Regions from separate parts of the Mus musculus genome. Here regions 1 and 2 are each linked to region 3. Evidence: chromatin contacts called from public HiChIP or PLAC-seq data. All regions are on one chromosome and are shown on one strand. Each heading gives the region's core, a stretch centred on a gene start, on an enhancer-like site or on the middle of the called end of the contact. The rest is flanking DNA. Distances are from core to core; before and after follow the strand shown.

Evidence for each region. HiChIP or PLAC-seq counts read pairs in DNA pulled down with a chosen protein or histone mark.
Region 1: an H3K4me3 HiChIP or PLAC-seq map of bone marrow-derived macrophages shows a contact between it and region 3, with 2.7 times the contacts expected there. The contact joins the enhancer-like site here to the promoter of Ncapg2 in region 3. A contact is called at or near these places in 1 of 39 promoter capture datasets (the HPC-7 cell line), 2 of 484 Hi-C or Micro-C datasets (nephron progenitors and neutrophils), 7 of 115 datasets of contacts at active chromatin or transcription factors (the 230-238 cell line, CD8 T cells, the SCID.adh cell line and 3 more) and 3 of 9 other capture datasets (adipose tissue, liver and pancreatic islet).
Region 2: a contact with region 3 is called in an H3K27ac HiChIP or PLAC-seq map of thymic regulatory T cells, with 2.8 times the contacts expected there. The contact joins the enhancer-like site here to the promoter of Ncapg2 in region 3. A contact is called at or near these places in 1 of 39 promoter capture datasets (the HPC-7 cell line), 1 of 15 datasets of contacts at CTCF or cohesin (the NIH/3T3 cell line), 1 of 484 Hi-C or Micro-C datasets (CD4 T cells), 5 of 115 datasets of contacts at active chromatin or transcription factors (the 230-238 cell line, the SCID.adh cell line, bone marrow-derived macrophages and 2 more) and 3 of 9 other capture datasets (adipose tissue, liver and pancreatic islet).

What each region holds. Positions count from the first base shown.
Region 1 is chr12:116,332,619-116,336,849 of GRCm38.p6, reverse strand. It overlaps Esyt2 (extended synaptotagmin-like protein 2), which reads right to left. Exons shown (of 22, transcript NM_028731.5): 7 at 2,594-2,649. Among named protein-coding and RNA genes, the nearest start is that of Esyt2, 54 kb to the right of the region's middle. Within about 2 kb of position 2,384, at least 10 of the 459 cell types and tissues checked have an H3K27ac peak or open chromatin away from gene starts, as enhancers often do. A contact at or near this core is called in the HPC-7 cell line and bone marrow-derived macrophages, where this site is marked.
Region 2 is chr12:116,311,957-116,316,329 of GRCm38.p6, reverse strand. All of the region lies in intron 1 of Esyt2 (extended synaptotagmin-like protein 2), which reads right to left. Among named protein-coding and RNA genes, the nearest start is that of Esyt2, 33 kb to the right of the region's middle. Within about 2 kb of position 2,304, at least 18 of the 459 cell types and tissues checked have an H3K27ac peak or open chromatin away from gene starts, as enhancers often do. A contact at or near this core is called in thymic regulatory T cells, where this site is marked.
Region 3 is chr12:116,403,685-116,407,446 of GRCm38.p6, reverse strand. Ncapg2 (non-SMC condensin II complex, subunit G2) reads right to left here and starts at 2,011. Exons shown (of 29, transcript NM_133762.4): 1 at 1,986-2,011; 2 at 1,570-1,745; 3 at 137-249. The coding sequence starts at 214. D430020J02Rik (RIKEN cDNA D430020J02 gene) reads left to right here and starts at 2,286. Exons shown (of 2, transcript NR_028421.1): 1 at 2,286-2,480; 2 at 2,804-3,762.

The DNA of each region.
Region 1 (4,231 bases), core at 1,135-3,634, 71 kb after region 3:
GATGGAGATGGGAATAGGAGAGATGAGATGGGGAAAGGACAGAGGGAGAGAGTAATGGGAGAGAAAACTGGATGGGAGAGGGGAATCTCTGGGAGGAGCTAGAAACCTAGGACGATGGAAATTCCCAGGAATCTATGAGGATGACCCTAGCTAGGACTCCTAATGGGGATAAGGAGTCTAAACCAGCCATCTCCTGTAACCTGACATGACTTCCAATGGTGGACTAGGACATCAACCCAGCCAGAAAAACTTAACACCGTAATTTGTCTTGCCTATAAGGTGTGCACAGGTAAAAGATGGAGCAGATTTTGAAGTACTGACCAACCAATGACTAGCCATGAGAGGGAGCCCAGTCCTGACCCAATTAATGATATCCTATTGTGACAGGAGCCTAGCACATATGTCATCAGAGAAGCTTCTTCACCTAGAAACTTATGTAGAGACCCACACTCAAACATTAAGTGCAGCTTGTGGAATCCTGTGGAAAAGGGGGTAAAGGCTTATTAAAGGAGCTAGAGGGGTCAAGAACACAACAAGAAACCTACGGAATCAACTAACCTGGGCCCACAAAGTCTGAACTGCCAAGCAGAAAGCATGCCTGGGACAGCCTGGGCCCTTTGCATACACGTAACATGTGGACTCCTAAAGTGGGAGCAGGGGCTGTTTTGGACTACACTGCCTGCCCCTAAGAGGCCTTGTCTAGCCTCAATAGAAAAAGATGCACCTAATCTTACTTTATATGCAAAGCTGGTTGATATCCATGGGAGGCCTTCCCTTTTCTGAGGAGGAGGAAAGCAGGGGTGTATGGGGGAAGGTGAGGTGAAAGGGAAAGACTAGGAGGAGAGAGGGGAGAGGAAACTGCAAACAAGGTGTATGTTCCTGTAAATAAATAATTTAACCAATAATAAAATAGAAAAAGACTGGGCTTACATTATAAATCACTGAGTAAGATGAAACCAGCTAAGTGTGCAAATAGCATGTGCATATTCTCCTGAGTGTGTTCACAGTGATTGTGGTAAGGTCCTTAGTAAATAAAATGGTTTCTGATTGGCTGAACTCTTGTGAGGGTACAAGACACATCTTCTAAGCCACACTGACACGTACAGAACTCATGTCATTTACAATTACAGACAAGACAATCAATTAGCCTGCTTATTTCAGTCCACCTATAATGCTAAATAAAGACCAGTAAAAGCAGCTTCTATAGCAACCTTTGCATGTACCTGTTGCTCACCTCTGGCTAACAAAATCCAGCAAGCACTGCCACTTGCAGTGTAAGTTCTCCCTTTTTGGGGATCATTCACTGGAAGGGAGAGGGTTCAAGTAATAAATATTTCTTGGTTTCTCTGTAGAGCATATATAAAACTAAAACCTGACTTGAAAAAAAAAATCACAGGAACTTATCAAAGGCAGGTAGATACATAAAGTGACCCTGGAGTTTCTGTAAAACTAGCGGGAAAGACTGTGCCATTTGCAGAACAGCTGCAGCACACAGCAAGAATCCATCTGAAGACAAGCGTAAGAAGACCTGTAAGACTGCATGAACAGCCCATCTCATTTGGCATCAACATCTGCCTGAGCCCGACACCCCACAAAGAAGGTTCTATGAGCTGCAAAGCCAGTGCAGGTTAAGCTCTCTTGGAGAACCCGTGAGAATGCCATTCTCATCTATGTTCAAGTGAGAACAGTGGTTGGCTCAGAGCAGGTGTGAAATACCCATTTCTCTGCTGAGTGACAGCACTGAATTTTAAAGATGCTATTTCTACACAGAATATTAAAAATATTATTTAAAAATGAAAAAGTATCATTTGGGAATCTCAGTGGGTGGCTCAGAGATTACCTGTGTCAATTTAAGTCAGTATTTTGTTTCTAAACAAGATTCTAATGAACTAGAAATTCATCAACAAATCTTTTGAAGTTGTACTTTTCTGTTCACAGATTTTTTTTAAAGATAATAAAACTTCTCTCTCAACCTGATAAATCATAATATATTCTATTTGTGACTATGCCTGAGATTATTAAAGCTGCTGTCTTTTACTGATCATAGAGCAAAATCTTGTTTTAGCAGTCATTTCAGAGACATAAACAAGCACACAGAAATAGGAAGCAGTCTGAAATCAAAGATTTGGAATTAATTTGTAAGCTACTTAAGGGTAAAAATCTATAGGTCATAAAACATCCACTAGAAGCAAATGTACCTAGTAAGCTAATAAGCCATGCATGTTAGCCTTCAAACAGAATAATGTAAACATCAAAAGGTTTTGAAGACTCTAACTTCAGATTTTCCCGCTAAGTAGTAATGGAGAGACTGTACTCTGTGTTGGTCTACCATATCAGACATACGACAGTGACTCAGCTAACTCTTTCACAGGACAATATGCTGTTGGTGGCTCAAGTGCCTGTTAAGAGGAAACTTCCTTGTTTTGTATTCACTAAATGGTTACAGAATAGAGAAGAGCTTCCATTTCTGTGGTTAGAAACTTCATATCCAGGTTCCATGTTTACCTACTCTCTCAAGAATGAAGGTGACAGACAAAAGGCAGAAGCGGCTAGGAGAGACCGCAGCAGCAACTACACGCAGGTCAACACTTACTTCAGTCCAGGGATGTCCAGAAGGTTAGTCAGCCCTGTCCAGTTAATCTCTAAAAGCTGTTTTAAAAAGGAAAAAAAGTATTAAATATCAAAACAGTTTCCATACAACATAGCCAATCCAAACAGGCTTGTGTACGTGAAATAAGTATGATAAGAACTGCGACACCTTTCCCCAACGTGTATTCTATCAAAGACAGATGCTGTCACTGCATATGAAGACTGGCCCACTTCTTATTTTATGATAAGGCCATAGTTTTCTCTACTAAAAACATACTTCAATTTCTCCTTTATCACAGTTAACAATTCAGTGATTATCCTTTGTTTTATTATTTGTTTATATACTCTCAACTGGCCTGGAACTCATGAAAACCAGGCTGCCCTCAGACGCAGAGACTGCCTGTCTCTGACTCCCAAGTGCTGGGATTAAAGATGTATGTCATCATGTCCAGCATGAATATACATGTTTATATATACACATACAGCCTAACTTTCAAAAATGGGGGTATGAGTCAGCAAGATAACCCAGCAGGTAAAAGTGCTTGACACACTCACCTGATGATCTAGATTCAATCCCCAAGATCCATAGTACAAAAAGAAAACTCCACATGAATACCATCAAAAGCAAAAATTTTCAAGTGGAGCATGATGCTAAAGATTATATGTTCATTTTCAGTATCAGTACCTAGTGATCCCCCAAATCACTACTTAAAGTTCTGTTACTAACAAAAGTATTGGATAGAAACATTTCTTCTCCATGTTGTTACCAGAAAGAAATATTAAAACTCACCCTAGTTGGTAGTTGAACAACGGTACTTTACTTTGAATTTTTTACTTGCATATTCCTATGAATAGAACATGTTCTGTCTATTCATTGGATATTTATAGTCATCTCAGTAATTCTTACATAATTCTATTAAGTAGACATAGCAGTTAAAACTACTGGTTGTAAATACTGATTTTTCTCTACTAAAATGGATACTGTGCACATTAAAATACTCAGTGTTTATTACTTATCGAGGACATGTTAAGTGAAATTGTACAGTCTCAGTCTCCAAAGCACCCACCTCTCCAACTGAGATCTTATGGTTCCAAAAGAAGAAACCAATTTTAGAACACATCAAGCCGGGCGTGGTGGCACACGCTTTTAATCCCAGCACCTGGGAGGCAGAGGCAGGCAAATTTCTGAGTTCAAGGCCAGCCTGGTCTACAGAGTGAGTTCTAGGACAGCCAGGGCTACACAGAAAAACCCTGCCTCGAAAAACCAAATAAACAAACAAACACATCAATCAAACAAATCACAAATCACTAGTTTCATGATCAGGACTATAGAGCGGGGAAAGCCATGAATTCCAAAGCATCTGGCTCTGCATCAGTCACTCAAGTAACTGATAAGCACCGTGACTAACAGGCTCCGTTCTCTTTTCCCTTCTATCATTAGGTCAAATAATCCCTTTAGCACTTAAGACGGAGCAGGATTTCCTTATCTCAGCAAACTATTCTGATCTTACTAGAAAACCTAGATTGTGGAGCCTGGTGGCACATACTTTTGTCACAGCACTTGAAAACAAAGGCAGGTGGATCTCTGATTCGAGGTCAGCCTGGTCTTTAGAGTGAGTTCCAGAACAGTCAAGGCTACACA
Region 2 (4,373 bases), core at 1,055-3,554, 91 kb after region 3:
GTGGGGTACAAAAGCCTTCCAAAATTGAGACAATGACTTAGAAGTTGGGGAAGACAACATTCAATGAGCTAAAGGGTCAGTCGGCGGACTGTTGTACATGTTTGCTTAACTCTTGATGCTATGCTCTGTCATCAAAGGGGCAAATTTTAACCCAAGTCAACCATTTTCCCTAAGGGACAGGATGAAAGAAAGTTCATGGTTACAATGAGGTGAGCAGACAGTCTTGTTAGATTTATCAAATCAGCTCACAAAATTAATTCATTTGCTATCAGTACACTGTCATTTCTTTGTATTACTTTGAAGTAGTTTAGTAGTCAAATCAGGATTGGGACAGTGAGTGGCAGGCAGAGCATTAAAGCAGGTATTTAGATCCTTCTAATTTATTGTGAGGCTCTCTCCCAGTCTACATTTTCCCTCTAAATCAACCAACCACTGGAGGCAACAGATAGATCAAAAGGCAAGTATTGGGTATCTTCTGTTCACTGTCATGGAAACTTCTGCAGCGCAGATGTACCATACTTTCTGTAATTTCAGAGTGAATACCGCAGTGCCGTTTCTGTAGGGCCTAACTCCTGAATATTCTTGCCCTTTGATGTCTGATTGTTCTCACCTGCTTCCCCAAAAGGCCTCTCCTTGCCTGGCCTCCCAACTACTAAATTTAGCTAACAGAGCACTATTCTAGAAAACAGGAACTTCCTTTTCAAGTCACCTTACTGAAGACTTTGATGCCTGAGTGTTTATCAAATAATTTTAACTTCCTTAGCTTGAGCTTCAAAGGCAGTGCAGTCACATTTTCTCTGGGTCACAGCTCAAAGACCCACCTTTATATATCCTGTTGACTACAGCCAGAGCAGCCATGGCTGTGGACATGGAATGATGCTCTTCCCCACCTTCTTCTCCTGACAGCCCTTCCCTAAGAACCAGCTCACTTTAGCTTTGGTCAGCTTCACACAACACTTTACCACCTAAAGACCAACAGTCCTCCACTGAGGTGCTGCAACTCTCTGTAAGTCAACATTTGTCACAACATGACACACAGTACATTACACTACATCTTATTTGTAAATACCATCAAATGAACTTCCAGATTCCAATAATGTCTTCAAAAAGTTTAAGGAGGACTACGTCCTGTAATACAAGCTACAGTCAGATCTCCAACCAATAAAAAGGGGTTAATAGGGACCATGGAATCTTAAAATATTGTTTGCATAGACATATATGTGTTTATATTTGTGTCTCTGTACATATGTATAAATATGTAAATACATAAATATATGTAAATATATGCATAGAACACAAAAAATATGTACTGAACCAGGAACAAAAAAAAAAAAACCCGAATTTTGATTTTCTTTTCTGTTGTTACAGTTTAACTCTTTGTGACAACCAAAAAATTAATTTGCTAATCATTACTTTAAGATCAAGAAATATTGCAAGCTAGGTGTTGGCATACATCTACAATCCTAGCACTAAAGGAGGCAAGAAGGGATAAGCCTGGGTTACGAAGGAGATACTGTCTCAAATCAACAAGGGAAGAAAAAGAAAACAAAAGAAAATGTGGACACTTGTGAACCCTGACTTTCCCCAGTGTTTTTCCTGCCCACATGCTGAACCATGCTCTACCTTAAGAACTCATATATTCATCATTTAGAGACTTGTGTTAGAGAAGGAAGAGCACTGTTTAGGGATCTGATCTTACCTGGATGGTTCCCTAACATTCCACAACTAGACAGCATGTAGCTCCTAAAGCCCTTTGTAGACAAGGATACTAGTGAAACAGGATAGAAAGCAAAGAAAAAAATTAAAGGGACATGAGAATGAAAAGAGCCCTCACTTCAACCTGAATCATGTTTGAGTAATTAATTCATCTGTTTAGAGTCAAGAATTTACACAGAACCAATGAAACTACTGCTTGCAAGTCTGACTCTACCACAAGAAGCAATCTTATATTCAAAACATAACACAAACCTTTGTAACCTTTGACTTTCAAAATTTTAGAACTCCTTTTTCATCTGTAAACCTACTAAATAATATGCCTTGTAAACCACCTTAAAGCCGCTCTTGAAAGCAAAGAAAATTCTTTAGATAAGAGAAGTAAACGTAGCTTAAACTTAAATTTTAAACTTTATTTAATCTTTAAATTTGTTACAAAGCTATACATTCCAACCTTCTTACTGCTTATACTCTTGGGTGTATGAATTTGATGCCTGCACTCTAATGTGTACTCTCCTCTACTTAATGAACTCAACTTTACTTCAGACTGAATAATGCTGACTGAATCTGTAGTAGCAGGAAGTCAACATCCTGGCAGTGTCTGGGTGGGTAGAGGCTGCTGAAGGTAAGTCGAGGTGCACCACTGGTAAGGAGTTGTAACTAGGGAATCTTTTGTTTCATTTTTATTTTTTGACACAGTGGGTCCCTGGCTGATAGCTGCTCATTGTCAAGACCAACCTGTTCTTGAACTCACAGAGATATGCCTGTCTCTGCCTCCCATTTTACTGAGATAAAATGTACAGATTCTGTCCCCAGAACCTTTTGTTTTAAATTTGACCTTTGACCCCGGGTTTCACACTTAAAACTCCTAAATACTCTTGAATTTCCTGACAGACAGGTACATCCCTTCTTCCAATCAGGTGACTCTTGCTGGACTCATGGTTTCAGGATAGGGTTAGATGAAATAAGGGAAGAACTTCCCCCTTTACTCTACTGGGGGAAGTGGGTAGAGGTTGAGCCAATCACTAATGGAATATGATTTAATCAATTACAACTATTTAATGAAACATCCTTTTAAGCTATTTAACAAAACAAAAGGACAGGGTTGTAAAGATTCCAGGCTGCACAACATGTGGGTTTTCCTGGAGGGGACAGTGAAGTTCTGTGTTCCCTTCCAGACTGTCCCCTATGTTTCTCTTCATCTGATTGGTTATCTATATGCTTTGTAATAGCCCTGACAATAAAGCAGTAAACATATTTCTAAGTTCTATAAGACATCCTAACAAATTAATAGAATCAACATAGGAATTGTAGGAACCCATGACATACATTCACATCAAACACACATGACAAGTTACTACATGCAACTGGCTCCTAAATGGGGAAGAGAATTGTGGGATGTAGTTCTTAGTTTGTAACACCCAACACTAACTTCATGTAGACAATGTCAGAAACAAACTGAAGTATAGGATACCCAGACAGTGCCTGCTGGAGAACTTCTTGGCTATAGGAAACCTCTCTACCCACCTCATTTGGTGACCTGAGGTAAAGTATTCTACTGAATATGAGTGTAAGAAAAGGGTTCAAAAATTAAAATATTTGTTATATCAGACCAAACAGAGGGGAGAGGGAAGAAAGGAGAATAGATTAGAATGAGAATTCTAAGTCTCTGTGGCTGACCTGGAGAAGGAAGGAAGAGAATTTTTAAGTCGGGCGGTGGTGGCGCACGCCGTTAATCCCAGCACTTGGGAGGCAGAGGCAGGTGGATTTCTGAGTTCAAGACCAGCCTGGTCTACAGAGTGAGTTCCAGGACAGCCAGGGCTACACAGAGAAACCCTGTCTCGAAAAACCAAAGAGAGAGAGAGAGAGAGAGAGAGAGAGAGAGAGAGAGAGAGAGAGAGAGAGAGAGAGAGAGAGAGAGAGAGAGAGAGAGAGACATCTCATCTAACATCTACAGTTCTCTCCCCTGTGCTTTCCATGTGCAAAAGATACAAGAAGCCATGTGCATCTCTGTATGTCCTGTGGGCTGTACCAGACAGGAAAATGAACAGAGATCTAGGGCCTGGAGAAAAACAGCAAACACTCAAGTCGACAGAATGCCTATACATATAAAATAAACAAATAAAATTGTTTTTTTTTTAATCCACAAGGTTATAATTTTGTTAGTGGTTTGTGTCATAATAATGTAGACTTTGGTCATTATAAGCATGTAACCTGACACACTAAATACTTCTCAGGCTGCTTCCAAACCAGAACATTCAAAATTCTCTCCTAGGTGCTTAGCTACTTAGGAGAAATTTCCTTAAGGCATATGAAACTGCATTAGCCTCTCTCAGTTTTTTACCTGAGACCATAGGCGACCACAATCACTCTATTATATTCTCACAAAGTGGGGCTAACAGAGTTAAGGTAAAAATTTGACTTTCCTATGTTACTGCAAACTGCAAAGGTCTGACTCAAGGACTAGCTGCTTAAGAAGGCCAACAGGCTGAGCTTGGGAGGAGGTGTAGCTCTGACTCCTGATAGCTGAAGGAGGAACAGGAGGTAACAGAAGTGTCTGCTGTATACCAGTGTGTTCAAAGCCATATGTCTAAAAAGTATTCATCTTTGATAATTCACTATGTCTTTGTTATATGAACGACAGATGCCTATTTCAAGGA
Region 3 (3,762 bases), core at 762-3,261:
CAGCCCCATTTCATTCTAAAGAATTTACCTAGCTTTTTAAAAATAAACATTCATTGAGAGAACTGTATTTTACTCGGTGACACGATTTTAGAACATCCAGGGTCAAACTACAATAAAAGTAAAACACATAACTTACATCAAGTTGAAGAAACTGCAGAAACTCTTCAACCAACTCCTTAGATACTGCTTGGATGAACGCCTCACGTTTTTCCATGACGGATGTGACTGTTCTAAGGGAGCCTTACAACCCTAGTAAGATACAATCAGACCAAAACGTAAATGTGCAAAATGTCCCGTAAGTTTTAATTTAATACAAACATTCAAGAAACTTTATACCACTACAGAAGACAGTTTATAACACTATGATACAAAACTGCAATAATCTGAAAAAAAATCTGATGATGTTATAAACAAAACATCTATGTGATCACCAATTATCAATGTAACTACAATGAAAGCAACAAGAAATTAAAACTGCCTCAGGAATCTTACTTTCTCTTACGTTTAGCCTTTTAGATGCTGGCTTGGGAAGAAAGACCTGACTTATGCAATAGGGTCAGGCTCATCTCCACATCTGAATTCTGCAGACTCCACTTCTAAAGTCCCATTCCTCCAAGAAGATCCCACCCAACAATTCTCTCTTGTTTTTCAAGAGAGAGACTTGGAAGTAAAACCACAAAAACAGCCCTGAGGTCACCTGGGAGCTTGTTAGGCAGTGCATCTGTGCCCCACTCCAGCACCCTCCCCTCCTCTGCACACCTACAGGATAATGAGAGCTCTGGGGACCTTGCTCATTCTTCTTCCTACATGTGATCTCCCAGGTAAAATGCCATCCTATTTTACCTTTACACCTGGTGCTACGATGACATACTCAAAACAAAAACCTAACAATACAGTTACAACAAATGATATTTGCAACAGGTCTTCTCATCTTAAGAATAAATTTGAAAATCTCTCATACCTTTAGAAATACAGCAATATGGAGAATTATTGGCATTAATTATAGAGTGTGAATCACAATAAATATGCATTCCTATTCTAAATTGAATAAAAGTAGAAAATAACCTCAATTTGACAACTCCTCATATTAGTAAATTTTAAATATAGCCACTTCATTCCCCGATTCAAATGGCTGAATTGTGAACCATAACTTTTTTGTGATGAATAAAATGGAGAGGGAAAGGTGGGTTGCCAGTATCACCACTTTACTAATTATGGTCACTTTGTTTACTTAAGTACATGTCTTTGGCAACTTAGTATGCCATATAATGTCTACATATGCTACTTACAAACCGTGACTCCGTATCTTGATTTTTCTCTTTCCTTAGTTCATAACTAAGTTGCTCCCTAGATCAGTCCTAGGTATAGGTTCGGGTTCCTCCCTTATGTCAGTGCAAGAATAAATCCAGCGTCTTCACCACCACGTCAGGCCCCAGTTAAGTGTCAACACTGCTGTCCTCCCTAGTCAGCTCCCCAGCCCCGTGCCAGGATCTTCCATGTCATTCTCTGGTCAGGGCTGGGGTTCTCGCTAGTCAACCCGGGTGCAGGTCTTTGGTACTACCTACTCACCCAGGCTCCTTCTCAGGGGTCTTCTCTAGTCAGACTCAGGTCTGCGTCCCCGGTCCTCCGTAGTCTGCATCAGGTCCTTGCCTGAGAGCCTCCCTACTGTGCGCAGGTCATTTTCCGGAGTCCTCGCCAGTCACACTCGGGCCCTCTCCCGGGGTCGTCCTAGTCTGAGGTCCTACCTAGTGAACCCGGGTTCCAGGCTGAGATCCTCCCTGGCGAGCCCCGCTTCTCGGTCTGGGATCCTTCCCAGTCAGCCGGGGGATCCCGCTCTGCCCTCCCGCAGCACCTCCCGCTCCACAAGCGCTCGAAACCGATGGCGGCCGCGGACGTGAGACCCGCGACGGTGTCCGCCGCCCAGCCGCGGTCGCCGGCCGCCGAGTCCTACTCACCTCCCACCCAACTCACCGCGCGGCGCTCACCTCACCACAGACCCATAGTTTCCCGCGCTCGGACCAGATTCAAACACACCCGCGTATACCCCGGACGCTCCCGCCCTCCACCCCGTCACCAGTCGCCGCTCTCACGAGATCTGACGCCGTCCCGGCCACGCCCATATCCCCCACAGCTCTGCAGCCAGGCTCCGCCCCCAAGGCCCAAGCACCGCCTCCTGGGCGTGACTCAGAGCCTCTGGCGGGAGTCTCTTTAGCGCGCTCACGGGATGCGCAGGCGCAGAGCTGCTGGCTGTGTTTCCCGCCCTCCGCCCACACACACCCACCTTCCTTGGGAGCGCTGCTGTTGCTTCTGTGTTCCTTGCCAGCTGCTCGGTGAGACGTCACGCTGATATCAGACGGAGGAGGGAGAGCAAGTCCGAGACTGCTCAAGTGGTAACCAAGAAGATTCTTGAAGAAATCCTGCCTCGGTTCGGGATCCCTAAGGTAATCGGCTCAGACAATGGGCCCGCATTTGTTGCCCAGGTAAGTCAGGAATTGGCCACACAATTGGGGACTAATTGGAAGTTTCTAAGTGTGCTTATAGGCCCCAGAGCTCAGGACAGGTAGAAAGAATGAGTAGGACTTTAAAAGAGACCCTTACTAAATTAGTCATGGAGACCGGCGGAAAGGACTGGGTGACTCTCCTTCCCTTTGCGCTCCTCAGGGTCCGAAACACTCCTGGACATTTCGGTCTTACCCCTTATGAGATTCTCTTTGGGGGACCGCCTCCCTTAACTGAGTCAGGTGGGATATTGGATCTTGGCACTGACTCATCCTCACCCTCTGCTCTTTTTGCTCACCTAAAGGCCCTAGAGGTTGTTAAAACACAGATCTGCAACCAGATCAGAGAAGCCTACACTCCGGGAACCATAGCAGTGCCTCACGGGTTCCAGGTTGGAGACTCAGTCTTGGTCAGACGACATCGCACTGGCACGCTTGAGCCCCGGTGGAAAGGACCGTATCTGGTGCTGTTGACCACCCCCACGGCAGTAAAAGTAGACGGGATCGCTGCTTGGATCCATGCCTCCCACGTCAAAAAGGCACCCAGCCAAGATGAAGACAACTGGATGGTGGCAGCCACTGACAATCCTCTTAAGCTTCGCTTGGGTCACAGGAGTCACCCTGGGCCTAAAGAACCACAACCCACACCAGCCTCTGACTCTAACTTGGCAAGTTCTCGGTCCTGATTCGGATCAGGTCTTGTTTACCACCTCCAAAACAGCGCCGCCAGGGACATGGTGGCCAGACCTAGCCTTCTGCCTCAAACAGATAATTCCAGCTGCTAGAAGCACTCCCCCTAATCTAGTAAGAAGCTATGGATTCTACTGCTGCCCAGAGCACAGCAAGTGGTCCTTATGCGGAGGGTCAGCCTCCTATTATTGTGGCCAATGGAATTGTGTTACTTCCAACGATGGTGATTGGAAATGGGCTAGTGGTCATGTTCCTGACAGGGCTGAGTTCTCTTTTCAGAACTCAGGGCCTGGAAAGCACACCGTAATGGAACTGTATAAAAGGGCTGACTGTCGCCCCGATGATTTAGACAGAGTACTGATCAAATTTACAGACACAGGAAAAAAATATGACATCAAGGCATGGATAAGGGGCATGCGGTGGGGATTAGTTTTTTATGACTATAGTGGAAAGCCTGGGTCATCAGTCATGGTTCGTTTGAGCCTCAGTAGCCCCCGACCCAACCAGTAGGACCTAACCCTGTTCTAGTTGAAAAGCCTTCGTTACTGCTTCCCAGGCCTACCATCCCTGGGTC